Linked DNA regions of Zea mays: region 1 is linked to region 2. Evidence: chromatin contacts called from public Hi-C data. All regions are on one chromosome and are shown on one strand. The core of a region is the stretch at or near the end of the contact, and the rest is flanking DNA. Distances in the headings are between cores, read along the strand shown. Region 1 has its middle 10 kb from the start of LOC100193730. Region 2 has its middle 44 kb from the start of LOC103647429.

Region 1 (5,178 bases), core at 2,576-5,075, 190 kb after region 2:
AAAGGGACCTCCTCGGCGCGCTCCTGTGCCGCCACAGGCGCCGCCGCGCGCCTCCATGCCTCTGCCCCAGCGCCTGTCGCGGCTGGAGCAGGAGGCGCCGTGCCGTTCTCGATCCAGGCGCCCAACGAGAAGATCGAGATGTACTCGCCGGCCTTCTATGCCGCCTGCACCGCCGGAGGAATCGCCAGCTGCGGCCTCACCCACATGGCTGTCACGCCGCTCGACCTCGACAAATGCAACATGCAGGTGAGCGGGCAGCGACCTAGATCTGTGTCCCCCGGTACTCCACGAGCTTTTTTTTGGAAATCTCGTGCGGATCTGTGGTGTTTGGTTGGTTGGGAAGCCAGGAAGGTTAACCGTAGGCTTGAGATCTTGATTTCGTCTCCGTGATCTGGATGTTGCAAATCTAGCCACATCCTGCGTGACTATGCGTGTAGATTTACTTCCTGTGTGCATCGGTAATTCGGTTTCCTTTCCACTTGTGAGATTCGTTGGTTCAAACTTGTGCTTGATGTTTTTTTTAAAAAAAATAGTACTAGTTTGGTAGTTTGCTAGCTTAGTAGCTTTTGTGTGGATTGCTATAATGCAGGGCTTGTTCTGACTGCTTAAAGTAGGTTTGTGAATGCGTGGCTAGACCTGTGACTAAATTTTTGCTACCAATATAGTTCTGGAAATTAGTTGGAAAATATGATAATTGCATGTAGATTTGTAATTTGAAGTACTATTATACGATTTCAAGTTATTAAATTTAAACCTTCTTTTGTAATAGTGCATACATATGCTACACCCACCTCCGCCAGCATTTAGCATCATTGTATTATCATAAAACCATAATTTCCAGGTAGTATTTAGTTGTGCTAGTCTATTAGGTGAATGCTTTTAATCATTATACCATTTTCTGTTCAGCTTTACTAAGGAAAGTAGTGACTCGACTCGTGAATAGCTGAACAAGACTGATCTCAGTATGCTGGCGAAAAAATGGTGAATTAGAGTAATCAATCATATTATCTTCCATATTTGCATATAATTATACTTTTTGCAGGTGGTATTAATAGAGAAAGATCAGAAATAGCTGAAATTGAAGCAGCATCAACAAGTGAAGCTGCTCGGCTTAGAGCTGCTCTCCGGCGTGCTCCACCCGGCGCTGTTCGGGAACCTCACCAGTCTTTTGAACGGTAAGATTTGTTATTCTTTAGTTATACAATTTCTAGTAGAGACAACTTAAGTATATCAACAGGGAAAATGGAGGTTCATGGATTAAAAGCAGTCTTACATAGGTTCATGGATTTACTTAGGCTTATTCTGACGTGTCTTTATGATTTATACAGGCTTACACAGACCTGTTTTGATAAGAGCCGAGCAGCGATTCTTCAATTTCGGACCACGACCTAGCTAAAGGCTAATGGTTCCAAATGTCTGAAGTACCGAAGACAGGGCTAGCTCCTTGTTTTTTTGTCATGTCAAATAAATCGTGTATGATTGCAACAATACTGGCAAAATATCGTTGTGCTTTATATTTTGATGTACTGTGAACAAAACAAGTGCCCTATGAGACCATCATGATTTATGCATTTTCAAACTAAATTTTACGACACTTCTTGTTGTATTTTATGCTTCCATTAAAAACAGTCTTACTACGTTTTACGCCAAATTTATGACACTTTTTGATGTGTTTTACAGCAATCTCTTTACGAAATGAGATTGTGCGCGTGTTTTATACTAAATTTTGTACTCATATACGCTGTTTTAGCTCACGTTTTACGCTGAAATCATTCGAGCCAGAACCCGCGCACGATCGGCTGCACGCGATTTTCACGCCGTAATTTTTGGCTCTGTTTGCTGTTACAAAACAGATATAGGATTTACGCTAAATTTCGTACTCATTTACGTTATTTTAGCTCACGTTTTACGCTGGAATCGGCCCGAGCCATGACCCCGCTCACGATCGGCTGCTTAATTTTAGGCCCCATTTGCTGTTACAAAACAGATATAGGATTTACGCTAAATTTCATACTCATTTACGCTGTTTTAGCCCACGGTTTACGCTGGAATCCGCCCGAGCCAGAACCAGAACCACATACTGCATGATTTATGCTGTCAAGTACATGTCATTATGCAGTCGTAAACGCTGTCCACAGTGTCATATTCGTTCCACGTGATTCGGGCTTCAAAAGATTCCTTTATGCATGTTTTACGCATCTTTATCCATATATATATGCATTCGTATATTGCGTTACGCTTATCGTCCTAGAATCTTAGCTGTTGATTGCATGGCTGACGCAAGCATGCGGGTGCTGAGTCGACCGCGCCCTGGCTGGGGCTTCCATTAGTAGGGGAAGCCCAGGGCTTCCATTACCTCTTCATATATATATATATATGGAGCAGCGACGTGCACGCCGTTAGATGCGTGAGGGACGAAAATCTGGAGTTAGATATTTTTTTGGTTTCGTGCGTATGGTGTCCCTAGATGTCAACACTACAAGCGTCAATAATCACGAGGCCGTCCGTGTGGGGGGCTTGAACTACCGGATGGAGATAGATAGATAATCTTGGTCGTGGGGGAGGGAAAAAGAGCGAGGAAGGGAGCGACGCCAACACACGTTCTTCCACCTCCAAGAAGGAAGAATTTCGATCCTCATGATTGCACAGTTTCGGTAAGCTCTCTGCCAAAGGACTCGCTATGCGTCGGTTCGATTGGCATGCATGCAGGTGGCTGCACAGGCAGCGGTGTCCCTCGCTTCTCATCAAGGAACCCTACGAGGAAATTAAGCCAGCCGGGGGTACGACGCGGGGAGAGAGTTGCTGACCAATTTGAGGCTGGGACATTGCTCAAATGAATAAATGCAGGCGGACGTTCTTCTGGCGCTGGATAAAACGATGGTACTTACCGAGCACCAAAGTCTTTGGTTCAACTCGGCAAAAATGGTCCGGTCTTTGCGAGCGTTATTTTTCGTTGAGAGTGACACTCGATAAAATATTCTTTGTCGAGTGCCCATGATTTTATATTCGGCAAAGCTCGAGCACTCGATAAAGAGCACGTTTCTGACAGTGCCATGCATTACTCGGTATCACCAGCCTACGTAGCCATTCTTCCTAGGCATGGCGAAGTTGCGCGGGGCACGAGAGCTTGTGGAGCATGCATGCGCGCGGCGCCGATCGAGAGCGGAGTCCTTTATTTGGTGGCTAGCTACTAGCTCTCCACGAGCGTCGCGCCGGATGCGCCACCGCCTACAGGATGACGATGCCCGTGCTTTGTGCTGCCCGGAGGAGCTTACGGCAGAGGATCTCGTTGCATCTATCTGCCTCATGGCTGCACTGCATCCACACGCTGGAGGTGTGGCGCCGAGATCAGTTGCCTTCGGTCGTGATGCATGTCGCGAAATCTAGCTAGTGTTTGGTCTGGAATCTGGATTTGGCTAGTGTTTGGTCCTCACCAGTTTCGAATGGTTTTAGAAGGCTACGCGATCCCAGTGGCGGCTTGCCCTGTTGCCAAATCGATGTACAGCCAAAGCTGGGTAGCAGTTAATACAATAAGGGAGGGGGAGGAGGAACTGAAACTTTGTCTGGACATGCATGACAAAGGGGAAGTCTCTGGATGCATGAGCAAGGAACCTGTGTGTGTGTGTGTGATGATCATGCATGATGAACAACCGGCCATCATTTTGCGGCAACGACAAGCTGATGACGATGGGAGCACCGTCGAGAGGGTTTTATGGGCTGGGGATAGCGAAGAACTTGCCATTTCCTGTTGTTGGAGTCCAACTTGCCTTTTTGTTGGAGTTGGTGGGGTGGGGGGGACTTGGCAGCGAGCCCAGGTCGCTGACGCAGCGACGTAGCAGCAGCGAGCGAGCCAGCCAGCCAGCAGTTATCAGATGGGCCCAAACGAACGCCTCATGTCTCGTTTTGTCTGGACGCCAAGCAAAAAAACAATAAAAAAAGGGCGAAAGGATTTATCAGAGACCTTTTGGCCGTTTGCGATGCGGAGCAGATTGCAGCACGCTCACCTTGTCCTTTAGTTGAGAGTGGTCTGGATCTGGACACGCTGCTGCTACCAAATTAAACCAACGCTTTTCTTTGTCATGGATATGTACGTGTCAAGATGAAGACGGGGTCTGATCAGATCAGAGCCATGACCGTGACTGCACTCCCCCCCCCCCCCCCCCCCCCCCCCCCCCCCCCCCCCCCCCCCCCCCCCCCCCCCCCCGTTCGGTTTGGGCAGATGAGACTGAATCAACTGGCGTCAAAAGGGACGGGGGGATGGAAGATGACAAGGTTGAAGGCCTACTACAACAAACAACCCTACTGCAACGGATCACCGCCCTTGGTAGCAGGGGAGTCCCACACCTCAAACGGAGGACGGGGCCTTATCTTACCTACCAAGTGTTCCAAATAAAAGCGATCGCTGTCACCGCCGGGGTTTTATTATATATAATAATAATAATAGTTTTGGTTCCAGTCTCTCTCGGGATGCGTTTCATAACGGCTTTCCGCGATGTTGTTTTCTGCGATTCAGCGCTTGTAGTTGTTGTACCCCTGGCGAGAAACATCGCAATGGTGATATAGCCGAAATGCTGAACCTTCGCCAGCTTAACGCTCTCACTCACAGCACAAACGGCAACGCCGCGCGTGCCATCTGGACCACGCAATCTTAAACAATTCAATTCACCACACGTATACTATACGGCCCCGTATCTGTATCCTACCGATCCGTTCAGGCAAATCAAGGGCCGTTCCCCCCAGCATTTAAATCGACGGGCGACGACGCGGCGGTGTCGATCCCGCTCCATCGCCGATCCTCTAGAACAACGGCCAGGGGAAGAAAGTCCACCTCCGAACTGGGACACCTATTTACTTGCCACGCAGACTTCGCTCTCCCTCCATTGAATGCGCTTCCCTGCCGCTCGTGCCAAGCTCAACGCCGGGACACGTGGCAGGCAGGGCACGGCCTGGGATGCCCGACGGGAGCTTCAGTGGCTGGACCGCTGTCTGGATGCACCGGCGAGGCCGCCGTTGGCCTGGCGTGAGAGGTTTTATTAAGGGTGTGTCTGGTTTAATGTTAAAGTAGGATGAGGTAGGCCAACAACGTCCCTTCGATTTTTTAGAACTACGTTGCCACCAAAAATTCACAAATCTCCGTGTGACTCTCATCAAACATTATAGAAAACATGATCACCCCTT
Region 2 (5,927 bases), core at 2,415-4,914:
CAAATATGTGAACCAAACGGCACCTTGGTGCTCTGGGTCCACAAACGAGGCCTTGCATTGTATCCAATAATTGAAAAAAAAAGAAGGCATTCTATGCTGGGCTAGCTAGGGTGGATGGTATGGGGAGACTGGGGATCCTAATCTTATCTCTGAAAACTCCATCAAAGCTAGCCGAAAGTGGCTAACCTTTTTTTTTTCTATCTTTATCCTAAAGGTGATAATCAGCTGTGCTAACATCCGATTCCATGGAAAACAGACGCATCAGAAACGGTACAAGTTAGCCATGCAAGGTTGATTAGTAGTACCACGCCTCCCATCCCATGCATGGCTGGCTCATAATAAATAAACGCTGTGTTTTTGTGAAGTTACTAGTAGTCACTTCTATTTTGCTGATACTTAAGTTGTTGATTCTAGTCGATTATCATAATGATGATAATTCTAACTGATATATGAGAGTAACATATGTAAGAAAGGGCCAAAGGGGCCTCTCGTTCTTGTTTATTCTTTTTATATGGAGCTAATTTACATCAAATCTGATCAAATACAAGTAGGGCAGGTTGGCACTTGTTAGTTCAACATGTCACTCGAAACCGGTCAGATCGGGGACTGTATTTGAACTCTCTAATAGCTGCTGATAATAATTACTTCTCCTGTTCTTTTTTATTTATCGCGTTTTTAGTTCAAAAAATAAACTAGCTGACGACAAAATATTTGAGAATGAAGGTAGTACATTTTTTGCAAGAAAAAAAGACAATTACATTTTCTTAACGCACCACATCAGTGCTGAAAGCAATCCCTTTCACAATTGACATGTTCTTATTACTATTGGCACCATCATGCACTATCGCTTGCTTCTGTTTGCAAGCCATGATGGCATCATGTGCAGTGTAGGGGATCGTAAAGAGATGCCGCTGGACTGCGGTCGGCGGTGCGGATTATTATTGCCTGACACGGTTTTCTTTTTGTGCTCGTGCTCTGGTATCACCAAGTTCGGCGTGGCAGCAATTGGAGTTGGAGAGATATCAACTCGATCGGCGCATCCAAGGGTCTAGCTGGCCGGCAGCAATTGGAGTTGGAAGGACGCGCTGGCAGCCACAGCAGCAGCAGAAACGGCTGAACTGGCGCAAATTGTTGTCTTTTTGTCGATGAAAAATACCGGCGTAATTTTTTTTATGATAAGGGTTAGTTTGACAATCTCAAATTTTTCAATAGATTTCTATTTTATCTAAGAAATCAATTTATTTTTTTTTTTGGAAAAATAGGATTCCCTAGAAAAATAGAGTTGTCAAACTAGCCCTAGCTAAACAGTAACTTTATTCCATCCAACTTATACTGCTTCTACAATGCTTTGTGCTTTGTCTCTGTAGATTATAGCTGCAGCAGTCCTTACAGCTGACTTTAACATGTTTTATTACCAACGTAGCAACACGATTATTTTGCTAGATCTTCTTTCGGTCCATGTTTTGGAGCTCAAACCCTCAACGATTTGATTCCATGTGACACTCATGGGCTAAAGGGCCGGGTTACCGGCGGTAGATGATGTCGTCATAGCCGTCTCGAGCGTGGGAAGGATGCAACGTGCAAGCCATTGTGGTCTTCCGTTAGTTTTGGAGTCAGAGGCAAAATAACAATTTTACCTCGATCTAGGCAAAAAAATAAATGAATTTGTAGAGTTCAGCTGCTTGTCTCTGTTTAATTTTGGGCAATATTCCACATTGTTCACAAACAATATATTTCTTATTTTATGCAACTATGACAACTTTAAACTATACAAAATATTATCATAATCTAGGTATCTAGATTATATAATCCACCTAATAGTTTGTGTTGTTTGTTTACATCTTAACTTATTTAAGCTGGATTATATAATCTTTATGGTAAATGGCCTTAGCACGGTTAGGTCTCAAACTAACCAAATGATCGTATATGGAAACCGAAGATAGTTTCTAAGAATCTAGGACAAATAAGTAGCTTTAGAAAGATAAAAAAGGCTAAATAGCACAGCAGAACTTTTCTTTAGGAAAAAGGTAATTTCATTTTCATACTGGGCCTCATTCCATCAGCTAGCATGGTCTTTTTTGGGTTTGATTCCTTATGTTCATGTGTCGTTAATTCTTCACTGGGCCTCCCTTACGGAAAGCAAAAAATCAAAATTAGGATCTACTATGGGCCCATGTTCTGTTTTTGTTTTTGCCTGCTGCGTTCCAATCGTGACTGTTTTTTTAGTTTACTATGTCAAAGTTGACAGTATGCTAAACACTACAACAGTTACAGTTATTTTCGGCGGCTTTAGAGCATCTACAAGAAACTTTTCATTTTTTTCCTCTATTTGACTCTCTATTTGTCTTTTCATAAAATTACACTTTATATGTAACATCTCATTCCAACAGACTATCTATCTAATTTGGCTAGTCAGGTGGCTAGTCAAGTTTGGCTAGCTAGTGAGGAAGTTAATTTGGAGAATTGGATAGCTTAGCGAGTCAGATAGCTAGTCTGTTGGAGAGTTATTTTGTCGTTGAATAGCCAAAATTTGGCTTGACTAGCCATTTAGCTAGTTTGTTGGAGATGCTCTTAGGTCTAAACGGCAGTCTAGCTTTGCCAAAATGAAAGTAGCATATATAGTGTGTATTTGGATTTGAGCCATGTCAAAATGGGGCATATATAATGTGTGTTAGTAGATTTTATTTTCAATAAAACATAGTAAGCTCGTTGCCGTGGATGATGTTTATGCTCAGAATAAGAACGCTGCTGCTGTAGCCCGCTATTTAGTACAATGCTGTTATGTCAAAAGCAGATGTCCACTGCTATAATTTGTTAGAATATAATCTGAATTCTAACATGAGCCTTGCGGGGACGGCCAGAGAACTACGGTTTGAGGTTATGTCAATTAACGGAATTATTTTGTATTAAATTGTAGTCTGTCAGCTTTCTATATACATCTTGTTAGTCACACGGGAAGAGACACGACACATTGTATTCGTTGTCTTCTATCTATAAACTCTTAACAATCAACATACAATGAAGATTGCGGTTGGCGCTGTGGTTTTTCTCGTAAGGGTTTTCCACGTAAAATTATATGTCTTGTGTTTAATCCATATTTCTATTATTTATTAGCATGTGGTGTACCAGATCCAAACACGAGATTGCAAAAAATCTAGCGTTTCAAACGATATGCGTTTGAATTTACACTAGGAGCCTAAGATCACGTAGCACCAAATAAAGACTCCCATATATAAAGCACTAACATGTAGTATTTTGATTGTTTCTCATATCTTTCAGGGACAACACCCTCGCTATCATATAGGGAAATTAGGCTTAGGATAACCACACATAAAAATATAGAAAACTTAAATTGACTTGGTTACGATCTGATGGATCCATTACAAGCCAAAACTAGTCACTGACTCGGTTACAATCTCTAGATCTAATGGATTTAGTTCCAAACTTATCGTGTGCAGGATAAAGTAAGATTCACGAGTATACCTTGGCAGATTTATTTTAGAATTTATTGTTAAGTATGTGAGATGCATTGGTCACATCACATCGGTGAGGGGGACGACGAACAAAAAGCTTTGGCAACCCGGCCGGCCCACCACATGCACCGCATGCCTTCACCAAACCGCGTACTTGCTGATTTTTATTCAGGTCCGTACTGCTCGTAATGGGCTTTGATGACTTGGTTTCCTGACAAGACAGGATGAGTACGTACGCGTCGACGACGACCTTTTCAACTCTCAAGGAATGGCCTCGCCTCCAAGCTCCCTGCCGGCGGTTCCCGACCATGCATGCTCTCGTACTAACTCCGGCTGTGCGATCCATTGTTTCATGGGCACAGCAAGCACCAGCCGGGTCGTCCTCAACCTCCATGCAATGGTGATGGAGCTAACTGGCTATGGGCTATGGCTATACTGCACACTGCTAGCCTGCAAAAAAATGCATATATAGGCTGAAACCAACGTCTGCTACCGCCGCGCGCAAGAACCACTGGCGTCTATGGGTACGGTGTCGATCGATCGCGTGAAATTAAATAGAGATATTGCGTGCGTGCATGCTTTAAATCTGCTGGTGCTAGCTTGTTTCACGCTTGCGCTTCTATCTCCTATTCTCCTCTGAATGGGATCGATCGTTCGTTGAGGGAGGCCGCTAATAGCTGCAGGACATATGCAGGCAAATACTGAAGAATGTGCGAGCATCGTCGTCGTCTCCAGACCTAAGGATCAGATCATCGCTTTTGTACGTGTGCAGTCGTAATATTATATGAATTAACATAGACCATATGCAGTAGTATTTGCTGCTCATACGGGTCCAACTTATATTCTTATAAATAGTGCAGGAGTACTACGCACGTACTAGCTACCACTACCAGTAGTACCAACGTGTGTAGAACGAAGTACGACTGTTAGATCGTCCATATGTATATATGTGTACAAGTACGACGTACGGGCAAACTCTATTAATTCCACGGGGCCGTGCACGCGTACGTACGCTCGTCGCGTGCAGAACAGCACACTACTTAGCGTGAAACTTAATTACATATATTCTTCTGTATGTTGAGATAGATATGAGTTTCGATCGATGCAACTCGGCTGTATAACCATGCTCCATGGTGGAAACGTAGGGATGTAGAGAAGTGCACATAACACCGTATGGTCTAGTAGGTAAAATACATGATATATACATTAACAAACAACCCCTTCCCGGTTTCCCCTCAAACTCATCATATCTCAAACAAACACTGAAGTTGAGAGAGAAAATAATTGTGCTCTGTCTAGGTTTTCATGCATGCATAAAGCTATGATCTTCAGCAGATCTCATATCTCATCTCCTATCTTATATTCTATTTTAAACTTTGTTCTACAAACAATGTCATTTACAATTTTGTATCTTCTATTTTCCAAAGTCCACTGGACACAGTCTAAAGGAATGGGTAACATGATCATGCATCTGCAATCTAATGACGAAGGTCGCAACATCTGAAGGCACATGACGAAGGTCGCAACATGATCATGCATCTGCAATCTAATGTAAGAGGCATCCACGTCAATATGCTTGACAAGGTCACACTTTATAGGATCCGAAGTAATATTAGTGTCGGGTATCCTAATTAGGGGTACCCCCAACACTCATAAACACGACTGGTAACCACCATCAGCACAAGCTGCAGAGACTGATGGGCGCAATCCAGGTCAAGGCTTCGTCTACTCAAGGGACACGATCTCGCCTCGCTCGAGCCCAGCCTCGGGCGGGAACAGTGGTCTCATGCGAATTCACGCCTCGCCCGAGGGCCTCCTCAAGCAACGGGCGCACCCTCGACTTGCCCGAAGCCCAGCTCGGGCAGGTTTCGTTGTGTAGCAACCTTGGCCAAATCGTCTCACCAACCGACCGTATCGCAGGCGCATTCAATGCGAGGATCGCCTGACACCTTATCCTGACACACGTGCCTCAGTCGGCAAGGTCGAAGTGACCGTAGTCACTTCGCCCTTCCACTGACCGACCTGACAGGAAAACAGCGCCGCTCGCCCCTCTCCGACTGTTGTGCCACCCGCCAGGGTGAGGCTGACAACAGCTAAGTCCAGCCTCAGGCGCAACAGGAAGCTCCGCCTCGCCCGACCTTAGGCCTCGGCCTCAGGAGGAGATCTCCGCCTCGCCCGACCCCAGGGCTCGGCCTCACCCTCGGCCTCGGAAGGTGGTCTCCGCCTCGCCCGACCCCAGGGCTCGGCCTCAACCTCGACCTCGGAAGGTGGTCTCCGCCTCGCCCGACCCCAGGGCTCGGCCTCAACCTCGACCTCGGGAGGAATCGCGTCCTCGCCCGACCTCGGCCTCAGGAGGAGTCTCCGCCTCGCCCGACTTTGGGCTCGGACCGACCACGCCACGGGGGGTACATCATTACCCTACCCCTAGCTAGCTCAGGCTACGGGGGAACAAGA

What was found. Hi-C and Micro-C count contacts between places; a contact is called where the count stands out from the background.
Region 1: a Hi-C map of tassel shows a contact between it and region 2, with 5 times the contacts expected there. The contact joins two enhancer-like sites. A contact is called at or near these places in 4 of 25 Hi-C or Micro-C datasets (ear, endosperm, leaf and 1 more).

The regions. Positions count from the first base shown.
Region 1 is chr2:186,500,791-186,505,968 of Zm-B73-REFERENCE-NAM-5.0, forward strand. No RefSeq gene overlaps it. Among protein-coding and RNA genes, the nearest start is that of LOC100193730, 10 kb to the right of the region's middle. Within about 2 kb of position 3,826, at least 20 of the 20 cell types and tissues checked have an H3K27ac peak or open chromatin away from gene starts, as enhancers often do. A contact at or near this core is called in tassel, where this site is marked.
Region 2 is chr2:186,307,802-186,313,728 of Zm-B73-REFERENCE-NAM-5.0, forward strand. No RefSeq gene overlaps it. Among protein-coding and RNA genes, the nearest start is that of LOC103647429, 44 kb to the left of the region's middle. Within about 2 kb of position 3,665, at least 11 of the 20 cell types and tissues checked have an H3K27ac peak or open chromatin away from gene starts, as enhancers often do. A contact at or near this core is called in tassel, where this site is marked.